3 separate regions of the Mus musculus genome follow, and regions 2 and 3 are each linked to region 1. A link is a contact called in public Hi-C and Micro-C data. All regions are on one chromosome and are shown on one strand. Each heading gives the region's core, a stretch centred on a gene start, on an enhancer-like site or on the middle of the called end of the contact. The rest is flanking DNA. Distances are from core to core; before and after follow the strand shown.

Region 1 (3,566 bases), core at 227-2,726:
GCCCTGCCTGTAGTGAGCCAGGCTTTCACGTGGTCAGTCTCGGTGGCTTAACAAAAGGAATTAAGTAGCATGCAGGCCCAATGTATTTTTTTTAAATGAACACAAATTACCATCTATTAGGAACTAAACAGTTTGCAGAGGTTCTTTCAGATGAAGACTTTCACGTTCTTATTTTTGAAGAGAGGAAAATGTATGCCAAGATGAATAACTTGCCCATGGTGGCACATCTATGAAATAACAAAGACTGGTTTATCCTGCCAGTATCTTTGGAGGTCACAACCACATGTTTATGGTAACCTTTGAGACCATCTGACCCGGTCCTTTTTTCCTGGTGACGTTGAATACCACTGAGGGTCACTAAGATTACTCGCCAGTTCTAATGAGACAATGTGACCCTGGGTGTGGGTCTCCTGACCCTGCTTAGTGACCTCTTTGCTTCCTTATTTTAAAAGAGCCTAATACATAGACCCACTGCGCATCTCAATGCCTAGTTTGTGATAGATGCAATTGTGGGGAAAAGAGCAGTCTTGGACTTGGGCCAGAGAGATGGCTCACGGGGTAAAAGGGTAAAGGCACTTACCAATGAGCCTGGCAATCCGAGTTCAATTCCCAGAGCCCACAAGATAGCGGAGAACTGATATCTGCAAGTTGTCCTTTGGCCTCCATATTGTGTGCTGTACATAAGCACATGTGCACACACATGCCACAGACACAATAATAATAATAATAATGATAATAATAATTTTTTTAGATACTTGGACTTGTAGAAAGAGGTTCTAAAACCAAATCTTACTTCAATTGCTCACCTAGTAGCTTTAGTAACCTTAAATGAATGTTACTTCCTGGTTTCAGCTTCCATTTTCCAGATAAGGAATAAGGGCACATTGCATCTTAAGGACTGAATTAGAATGGTTGCACCAGAAGGGGCATGAATGCTGAAGACACGGGTCCCTGCCTTCTGCCCTCTGCTCTCAGGATGCACAGCAAGGCTGGCACACAGCGGGAGCTGGAGGGCAACAGGGAGCAGGCTTTGTTGACAGGCCAGACAGTGACTGTTAGGACAGCTAATGTGTCTTTGGCTCCATCTAGCTGAGTGCTCTTCTTAAGGCCATTTCAGGAGCAAGCAATTCTCCCCAGAAAGGCTGGCCTGCAGAAACAAATGATGAACAATAGGTGGCGGTAGAGACCTTTCAGGAAGAGGAGAGACCAGGAACCTGGCGAAATCTGTAGCCAGAGGTTTCACTCTTTTGCTTCTAAGAAGGGAGGGTCTCTGGGGACCGTGAGTCAGGCCATTCTGCTTCTGGGAAGGGGGAGGCACACTTTTGGCAGACGAAGTATTCACAGCCACCCTCTCAGACCTAGCTTTGTATCACACTGAGTGGAAGAAGTTAAATCATTTCCCAACGGGATATAGTTGAGAGTTGGCTCCAACCAAGGCCACTGCTTCCAAATCCCACACTCATCCCAGAGAGTTCATGCCTTCCAGCCAGTGACTCACTCTTGCAACACAGCCTCGTGCTCTCAGCAGTGGGGAGCTCTGTAGTGTTTGAGGATAATGTGCAGTCTCTCTCCGTGGTGGCTGATTTCAAGCTTTCGTAGGACATCATGGAGCTCAGAGTTGAGAAGTCAGCGGTCACTGCTCAAGAGTCTGAGTGGCTCAGCACAGGGCATCCACATGAAGAATGAGGAAGTGTGGCCTTGAACGGCTTCACCAGGCAAAGTGTAGACTTACTTTTCTTTTTCTCATTCATCCTTGAGTATGCATTTCAAATCCCCCTTTAATCCTGCAAAAGTCTTAGTCTTTGCCGCTTTAATTTTGCTTCTCTGGCAATCCCTCCGTTCCGGAACCCCTCTATAGCACTTTCCAACCTGCATCCCTGAGCTGCTAGGGCCATACAATGCTACTTGCTTCCCAGTACCTAACCTCACTTTCCTTAGCAAATAAAATCTATCCTTTAATTAGGTGCATGGCCTCTTAGAATAAAGCCACACTCTCAGTAGTTCTAGACTGAATGCAACCAGGAGCCTTGGAGAAACATCTTTAATGCAAATGAGTGTGTTGGCCCTTGGCCTGTTTCTTTCTATTTGAAAGATGTGTGAGTTGGCTGGAGTAGGGGCAGCACTGGAAGACTTTATGCAGTTGTCTTAGTCCTACACTACATAAGGCTGGACCACTCTGGAAGGAAGTTGCATCTTGGTTAAGCTATGGTTCTTTTCTATTTATCTCCATTCCAGTTTCCAAAAGCAAACTCTGAAACAAGGATTTGCATGCAAGCAGTTTACTGAAGGGATGGACCCAAGAAACACAGCTAAAAAGTCCCATGAGACAGGAAGGAAAGACTAACAAAAGATTAGGCCATGAGCAAGTTATTGCTGGATACAACTGACTCTTATCCTGACAAGACAAGGCTATGAACTGTCTTAAGGTTTTTATGGAGCTGTGACTAGACACCATGACCACAGCAACTCTTATAGAGGAAAACATTTAACTGGGGCTGGCTTACAGGTTCAGAGATATAGTCCATTATCATCATGGCAGGAAACATGGCAACGTGCAGGCATTCATGGTGCTGGAAAAGTAGCTGAGAGTTCTATAGTTGGATCAGCAGCCAGCAGGTGGACAGCGTGACCACTGGGCCTGGCTTGAGCACTTGAAACCTGAAAGCCCACCCTCAGTGACACTCTCTGACAATGCCACACCCACTCCAACAATGCCACATCTCCTAATCCTTTCAAATAATGTCAATCCCTATGAGCCTTTGGGGGCCATTTTCATTCAAACCATTAAAAGGACCCAGTGCCAGATGGAACCTAACTATCCCACCAGTTCAAAGGAAACCAAAGCATTTAGCCAAGAGCTGATGCCTTCTGCTGTTCCAGCAGCTTTTCTGGGGCTACCTGCTTTCCCCTTTATAAACTGAGCACGGCTTTGTGGTCAGAGATGCTGTCCTAAATGACTGCTTAGGTCACTCAGGGGAATGTAGGCTGTTCACTGACACTATGTACAAACCAACTTTCCCCAGAACATTATTTATTTCCTGTGTCCTATAATTTGACTCTTGCATCCTAAGTGAAATCTTCAATTCTTGCCTCCAAATACTTAATTCTGCCGTTTACCATATTCAATTGGATTTATTCTGTCTCCCGAGGTTATCTAAGTGGTATACATATATGTCCTATTTATCACTGTCAGTGTTTTCTAATGGTTTATGCTTGCTGTTTACACATCTTTAATTTATAATCTAATATTATTGCTATGAATGACTGCTATTACTGACTTTTTAGATTTAGTGCGTGCGTGTGTGTATGTGTGTGCTACATTGTACTTGTGGAGGTTAGAGAATAGTTTGTAGGAATTGATTCTCTCCTTCCACTATGTGAGCTTGGGGATCGAAGTCAGGTCATCAGGCTTGGCAGCGAGCCCCCAACACACTGCCACCGAGCCATCTCACAATCCCTATTCTTGGCTTTATTTTGAAGTTGTTTTCATATAACCCCATGACTTGCTTTTTGTCGGCAATGGAGTCATTCCTAAGACAGTGTTTTATTTCCCCCTTTGTTCTGGA
Region 2 (3,461 bases), core at 61-2,560, 1.1 Mb after region 1:
AGAGGAAGCTGGCGTGGAAGGGCTTGGGTAGAAGCCTGAAGAGGCCTGAGCACTTGCCTGCTTGTGAGAAGAGACAATGAGTGTTTGAGGAGAGGGGGCAGAGTGAGGTCATTGTCACTGCTGACCCCGTTTCCCACCGGCCCTGACTGGCTCCTTTCTCCTGGGTCTGGTACACCCTCAATCAAGCAGCAGGAGATGGGGCAGAGTATCACTCAGGATCACCAGAGGTAGAGCTGAAAGTGCCTGAGAACCAGCTAAACCCAGCTTGGTTCCCAGCAGCAACCCTGTCAATCGTCCCTGTCAATCATGGAATCCTATGCTTTTTTCTTTGGGAGTGTATTGGTCAGTTCTAGGCCCCAGGCAGCAGGAGACTTAGATCCCTGAGGGAGGCAGGCCAGTGGTTTGTCTGGACCAGTGTGAGTGGGACTGACTGTGTGGGCTCTACTTTGAGCCCTGTCGGAGTGCAAGTGCGATGGTCCCCAAGGTCAGAGCTGTAATGGTGTCTGACTCTGTGTGTGTGTGTGTCCGTGTGTGTGTGTGTGTCCGTGTGTGTGTGTGTGTGTGTGTGTGTGTGTCGGTGTGTGTGTGTAAACATATCTGTCAATATGGAATATGGAGAGAAGAGGAGTGGAGAATGATAACAGGCTTATGAAACCAGACCCTCATCTCAGTCCACCCTCCCATGCCCTGTGTATTAATGGCCTGGTTACACAGGAGAACATTAGAACGCAAGGGTTGAATGAGTGGGTATTAGGACCGGGAGCCCAGGCTGCCAGCTTCTTGTGTTCCTGCCTCCTCAGAGCCTAGAGACCTGACTGGCCTGGACTCTCCGGTGTACACAGGACAGAAGTTAGGGACTCCCACAGGGGCTGGAGTGTGCCACCCAGCACTAAGGACAGGCTGTGAAAAAGCTTGCCGACAACCTCCCCAGCCCAGTCAGTGCCCCGTCAGTGCCCCCTCCCCGGCTCCCACCGGAGGCCTACCGTCCAGGGCCAGGAGTGAATCGTAGAGTTTGCATTGCACCTGCCCGGTGCTCTGAGAGGCGCAAGACATCCACAGCCCTTCGTAGAGGCCCACGGCAGTGATGATGGCATCGCCTGCATAGGAAGACTGCTTCCACTGTGGCAGGGCAGTGCTGGCGATGATGCCCACCCAGCCGCCCAAGGCTAGGAAGTAGCCCAGGAGCTGGAGGCCCGAGTTGGCCATGGCCCAGGTAGGAGTCTGAGAGTTCCAGGACTCAGAGATGGGCCAGGGTGTGGAGGAGCGTTGTGGTCATGGTAAGAGGAACAGCCGGAAAAGGGGAGCTAAGTGGCACAGGAGGAGAGGAGGAGAGGGGATGGCTGGCTGGCCAGCAGAGGCAGTGGCTGCTGATTCCAGAATGCAGGGGGCGGCCTTGGGGCTGGAAAAGGCCAAAACCCGCCCACAGACAGTCCCCAGCAGAGCTCTTTTCGCCCAGTTTCTTGGGAGTGGAGGGTAGAACCTAGGATCCAAGCTGGGGTACCCCTGCCCTCCCTGTCTCAATAGTAAGGAAGGGAGGGGCTAGGAGGAGTGACTCTTCCCCCTTTTAACCAGGGAAACCCCTTTAGGAGTGATTCCAGTGCTCTGGGATTCTCCTAATCCCTTCCCCAGCACCAGCTCAGTGGATGGCTTTGCTGTGCTTCAGTGCCTGATCTGAAGCGGCGGTTTCTTGCCCACTGACTTGAGGACAGAAAAAGAAAGAAATTTTAGTTACAGCAGGAAAAAACTATAGAGTTCTCTCTCTCTCTCTCTCTCTCTCTCTTCCTCTCTCTCTCTCTCTCTCTCTCTCTCTCTGTGTGTGTGTGTGTGTGTGTGTGTGTGTGTGTGTGTGTGCTGGGTATGGAAACCAGGCTTTGTTGTACATGCTAGGCAAGCACTCTACCACTGACCTAGATCCCCTGGAGTTAGTTTTGGATCAGGGCTTTAAGGCCAGATGTGCAGAGACTCAGTTAAATATGAGCTGCTGGGGAGAAGAGTCCTAGGTACCTGGAAACCATGTCTATCAAAATGGGAGAGGCCAAAGCAGGGAAGATGTGCTATGGGGTCTGTCTGCGATCTGAGGAGTCAGAAGAGGGACCCACAGTAACTGGGCCAGTGGTAGCTGTCTGCCAGCCTCAGGACGTGGTGGGGAGCTGGGGAGATCTGCGCCAGCATCTGTCCTGAACTTGGAGGAAGAAGAACTGCTCAGCCAGTTAATCCCTTTGCTGGCTGGTTCAGCAGCTCCTGCTGGGACCTGAGACAGCAGGCCCTGGCCCCTAGCTCCAGAACAGCCTGGCAGGGGCAGGGGCCTCTGTGCATTCCTGGGGTTCAGGCTCACCGCTCCTAGACCCCTGCCCGCCCCTTCTCACTCAGCCCTCGGGAGCAGGGAATGTTTAACTCCCCTGGGTCTCATTAGCAATCCTCTCACGTTCATTTCAGCCCCACAGGCTTGGCATGGGTGCAGGAGGAATGTCACACCCCTGCTCCCGCTCCAGCCTCCCAGCCACCTCTCTTACATCCCCTGCATCCATCCCACTGCCTTTCCTGAGCTGCAACATGGCCAGCTTCCTCCCCCACACCTTCAACCCCCACAGCAGGGACAAACCCCCAGCCTGCTGCCTTACATTCCTCACGTGGGTGCCTGGCACTCTCAGACAATGGCAAGCCTATGTGCCTGCTCAGGGCGTGGGCCCCTGGTATGGCCTGCAGCTCCAGCTCAGCTCCAGGGACCTGGGGGAAGCTGGGTAAGGGGCGAGTGCTGTTTGGTAGACAGTGCCACACACTGGGTCCCTCTGACTTCTTGTGCACACTGGACCTGCTTCTTAGAGTAGCTGGCCAATCCCCAAAATAGCAGTGGGGGCCAGAAGGGTGACAGAAAAGATGGTTCAGACTTCAAATTCTCCTGCCATGAACGATAAGACAACAGAACCAAAGGAAACAGGGGAGATTACCAGAGCCCAGAGTGAGGCAGGAGATACAAGCAAAAGACTCCTGGGGGTAGTAAGGCTCAGGTAACCTCAAGGCAGACCTTCCAACTAGGCAGGTAACTGGGCTGTGTAGGTGCTGGTTCCTATGGCCTCTCCCCATGTCTTTGCCTTTCTGCCTTTTGGAGGGAGTGGGGATAGGGATGGGAGTGCCTCATAAGCTGCTCCCTACTAATGAGACAACTGAGGAGTTCAGCATCTTCATCATTAAAAGCCGGGCAGTGGTGGCACATGCCTTTAATCCCAGCACTCGGGAGGCAGAGTCAGGCGGATCTCTGAGTTCGAGGCCAGCCTGGTCTACAGAGTGAGTTCCAGGACTTCACTGAGAAACCCTGCCTCATCCACCACCACCCCCAAAAAAGAGATACTGTTTTGCTGAGCTGGCATGAAGCTTAGGGGAGTCAGAGGGTCTGCACTGGTAGCAACTCTACAGAGGCTATTGGAAAGGCCAGACAAGTTCCTCTCTCCCCAAGCTGAGCC
Region 3 (3,557 bases), core at 196-2,695, 1.1 Mb after region 1:
ACAAAGGAGCAATCATTTTAACCACCTGTCCAAGAACTGGAATGTAGTAGGTGCTCAATAAATGGCAACGAATTTTAAGTAGTGCTATTAAGTGGCATGACCCAATCAGTAAGAACCCAGTCATCCCAGCATGCTTTCCAGTAACCAGAAGGAACCGAGGGGACAAAGCAGAAATCTGAGGTCCCCACGAGCCTCTAAGTCTTTCTTTAGGTAGAACTGAAAGGTCTGTGAAACTGTTGTAGCTATGTAGTCTGCATGAGCAGCCCACCCCCCTAACATGGGACTAATATCATTTACTCAAAGGATACTGTATGTATCAGGGCAAATGAGGCAATAAACAAACGTAAAGTGCTTTAACGGAGTCCTGGAAATATATGTTACCAGTCATCACGGGCAGACAAGGCTGGCGTTCCAAGCCCGCTTATTGACTTGGCCTTAAATCGCTGTGGCATCCCAAAAGACAGTCATTTTCTTAAAAACAAAAAACCCAAAAATACTAGCTAGAGGGTCCTCCACAGGGCGGAGCCAGGCAGCCCCTGCTGGCGACGTGGCAATCCCACGTCCTGAAAGAGCGCTGCTGTTGGATTAGGGAGCAGGGAAAGCATGATTGGAGAACGAACCGGAAGGAAGATGTTGCAGAAGCACTTGGACACTTGCAATGAAGTACTGCTGGGAGACCCTAGCGGCCGCCTCGGTTCCCTCTAGGAGGCCTTCCCAAAAGAAAAAGGTCAGGTTTTTCTTGGCTTGGGCTGTCACTACTGGCTGGACCTTTAGGGTTAGCATCTGCCCATAAGAACCGGGTGAAGCTCCCAAAGTCCGCCAAGAGCTCCCTAGCCAAGAGGTCCCTTGCCTCCCTGCCGTCTCATCCCTGCTCTGCTCCCCAAGTTCCCCAGGTCGCTCCCGGCCACCGGGCTCCGGACCAGTCGCACCTTGAAATAGGCGACCTGCAGGTAGTTGTACGGGCTCCGCTTGTTGAACTCCAGGTCCAGTTCTTCACTCAGCAAGTGGGCAGAGGGCGGCCCGAGGCAGCGGCGTAGGCAGGCGGCACGGCGCAGCACGGCTCCGAAGAAGCGCAGGTCGTGCAGGGCGGCGGCGCCCGGGTCCTGGCTCAGGCTGGGGTCCGGACCGAGATCCAGGTCCGGTGCCCACGGCAGTTCGGTGGCACAGCGTGTGCGGCAGCGCAGGCGGAGGGCACGCAGGGCCGCCCGCGAGCGCAGCGCCCGCTCCATGTTCAGGACCACCCCGGGCCAGTCCCCGCGCGAGTAGGCCGCGGTCCCCTCTGCGTAAAGCAGGTCAGGGGCTGCCACGTCCCATCCCGGCTCAGACTCCGCCGCAACCCGTAAGGCGGCGGCGGCGGCGACCGCTAGCATCGCTGCCAGCAGCCTCCTTTCGCTCACCGCCATGGCCTTGCTCCTCCACTTAACGGGACTGCTCGCCTGGGGCACATTCCAGAGTCCCGCCCCCCACAGAAGCCACGCCCAGAGACGAGCCACGCCCCAAGTCCAGAAGCTCGTGGCAAGGAAACTTGTACCGCCTCTTGCTTTCAACCAATCCAAACACTTACTCTTCGTGAGGCTCCGCCTCTAATCTCATGCGCACAGCTCAATGGACTGAGAACGAGAAAACCCCGCCCACAAGCTGTTGTGCGCCTGCGCTTTAGACTGAGCTCCCTGCGGGTGGTGGGACCGAGGTGCTGTTATGGCGGACCCCGGGGTTCCCGGCCGGTACGAAAGTGGTACGGGAAATCTGGGGGTGAAGGAGGCGGCGGGTCCTGGAGGTAGGTGGGACTGAGTTGCCTGGGTAGGAGGTCGCAGCCGGGTGGCTCTTTCCTGCTGGCTCACGGAAGGCTGAGGGTTTCAACTTACGCCTGTGTTCGGGTGTGTATCGCAGGAGCCCTGGTGGAGCTCACCCCGACCCCCGGCGGCCTGGCTCTGGTGAGCCCCTACCACACCCACCGGGTCGGGGACCCCTTAGACCTCGTGGCGCTCGCCGAGCAGGTGCAGAAGGTGAGGAATAGCCATCTCCGTACTTTACCCTGCCTCTTTGGGCTCGGGACAGCCTGTGAACTCGGCAGTACTGAAGTTACCATTCCATTTCACACGAAGAGGATCACTCTATCCCAATTCCTCTGTTGTTGTTTGTTTTGAGACAGGGCCTTTCTACATAACTCTGGCTGTCATGGAACTCTCTATATTATAGACTAGGCTGGCCTCGAACTGACAGATCCACCTTCCTCCCCCACCCTCCAACCCCAAAACCCTATGCTGGGATTAAATGTATGGCTTCTATACCAAATTCTTAAATAGTCACATTTTATTCTGCTTCCCATAAGGTCTTTATCTGTTACCCAGGAGCTTGTGGAACTTAAATATATGCTCTTTCTTTCCTTTTTAAAAAAACAAAACAAAATAAAACAAAAACTGCTGGGGTTGTAGTTTACTGTTGCCTAGCCCTGAATTTGATTCTTAGCACTACCAAAAACAGCATGCAAAAAGGCACAGGGTAAAATTCCTATTGAAAAAAAGACCACACACAATAAAACTGGAGGTAGTTTCATTTGCTGTATAGCCCAGGTTGGCTTTGAATTCAGCCTCCCAAAGGCTGGGTATTACAAGGGTCGCTGTCACACATGGTGAATTTCAGTGGATACAGTCAGTATTACTATGTCCAGAGCTTAGGCGTCGGTTTCCATAATAGGTAAAATAAAGAAGATATGCAAAATAATGGAAAAGACCGTAGAAGTTTTGACAGATTGGTTTTGATTGTTTCTCTCTGGAGCTCTGGATCTGTAAAATGAGATCTTTGAGGTGGAGAGGCTCATAGGGCTAAGTGGGACTCCAGTTTCCTTCTCTTAGCAAGACTTCCCCTGAAGACTCTTTTACAGTGTCGGAGCCTGGCTGCTTTAAAAGCTTCTAGTGTTCTCTTTCTCTTGTATAAACTAGCTTATTTGGCAGTTATCGTGTTCAAGAGTTTGTTTTGATCAAGAAAATTAATGATTGACATGCCAAAAATCCCTCACACAAAAAATGTCTGTTGTAGTATTTAAGAAAAATTCAAATGTTTAGAAAAACCTTTTTAATTAAAACTTTACTTTTTTTTTTTTTTTAAGAGAGGTGGGCTCAAAAACAGGCTTAGAAGACTATCACGTGTTTGTTTAATCAGGCTGCTATTGGAGGGAGGTAGCTAGGGACAAAATCTTGGGCAATCAACACTTTGAGTTTCAGAGTGACGGTAGTGGACTCAGCCACAGAGAGAACACAGCTTTTTTTTTTTTTTTTTAAGATTTATTTATTTTATATATGTGAGTACACTGCCGTTCTCGCCAGAGACACCAGGAGAAGTCATTGGATCCTGTTATAGATGGTTATGAGCCACCATGTGGTTGCTGGGAATTAAACTCAGGACCTCTGGAAGAGCAGTCAGTGCTCTGAACTGCTGAGCAATCTCTCCAGCCCAGCTTTAGTCTTTTATACTGGTGACATATAAAGGATATATTATTCTGTTGCCTCCAGTTCTCCAGAATAATCCATCTTTGAGAAGCTGAAGAAGAAAATACT

Evidence for each region. Hi-C and Micro-C count contacts between places; a contact is called where the count stands out from the background.
Region 2: a contact with region 1 is called in a Micro-C map of the G1E-ER4 cell line. The contact joins the promoter of Cldn19 here to the enhancer-like site in region 1. A contact is called at or near these places in 2 of 39 promoter capture datasets (the 3T3-L1 cell line and pre-B cells), 4 of 484 Hi-C or Micro-C datasets (B cells, the G1E-ER4 cell line and cortical neurons) and 1 of 115 datasets of contacts at active chromatin or transcription factors (astrocytes).
Region 3: a contact with region 1 is called in a Hi-C map of cortical neurons, with 4 times the contacts expected there. The contact joins the promoter of P3h1 here to the enhancer-like site in region 1. A contact is called at or near these places in 2 of 39 promoter capture datasets (the 3T3-L1 cell line and liver), 5 of 484 Hi-C or Micro-C datasets (B cells, the G1E-ER4 cell line, cerebellar granule neurons and 1 more), 2 of 115 datasets of contacts at active chromatin or transcription factors (astrocytes and forebrain) and 1 of 9 other capture datasets (liver).

What each region holds. Positions count from the first base shown.
Region 1 is chr4:120,378,806-120,382,371 of GRCm38.p6, reverse strand. The region is part of intron 3 of Gm36574 (a long non-coding RNA gene); the gene reads left to right. Among named protein-coding and RNA genes, the nearest start is that of Gm36574, 17 kb to the left of the region's middle. Within about 2 kb of position 1,476, at least 116 of the 459 cell types and tissues checked have an H3K27ac peak or open chromatin away from gene starts, as enhancers often do. A contact at or near this core is called in astrocytes, cortical neurons and liver, where this site is marked.
Region 2 is chr4:119,253,318-119,256,778 of GRCm38.p6, reverse strand. Cldn19 (claudin 19) reads right to left here and starts at 1,310. Exons shown (of 5, transcript NM_001038590.1): 1 at 984-1,310. The coding sequence starts at 1,206. The region is part of intron 1 of Gm12927 (a long non-coding RNA gene); the gene reads left to right.
Region 3 is chr4:119,230,803-119,234,359 of GRCm38.p6, reverse strand. It overlaps P3h1 (prolyl 3-hydroxylase 1), which reads right to left and starts at 1,445. Exons shown (of 15, transcript NM_019783.2): 1 at 930-1,445. The coding sequence starts at 1,403. It overlaps AU022252 (expressed sequence AU022252), which reads left to right and starts at 1,636. Exons shown (of 5, transcript NM_001012400.2): 1 at 1,636-1,777; 2 at 1,891-2,006. The coding sequence starts at 1,699.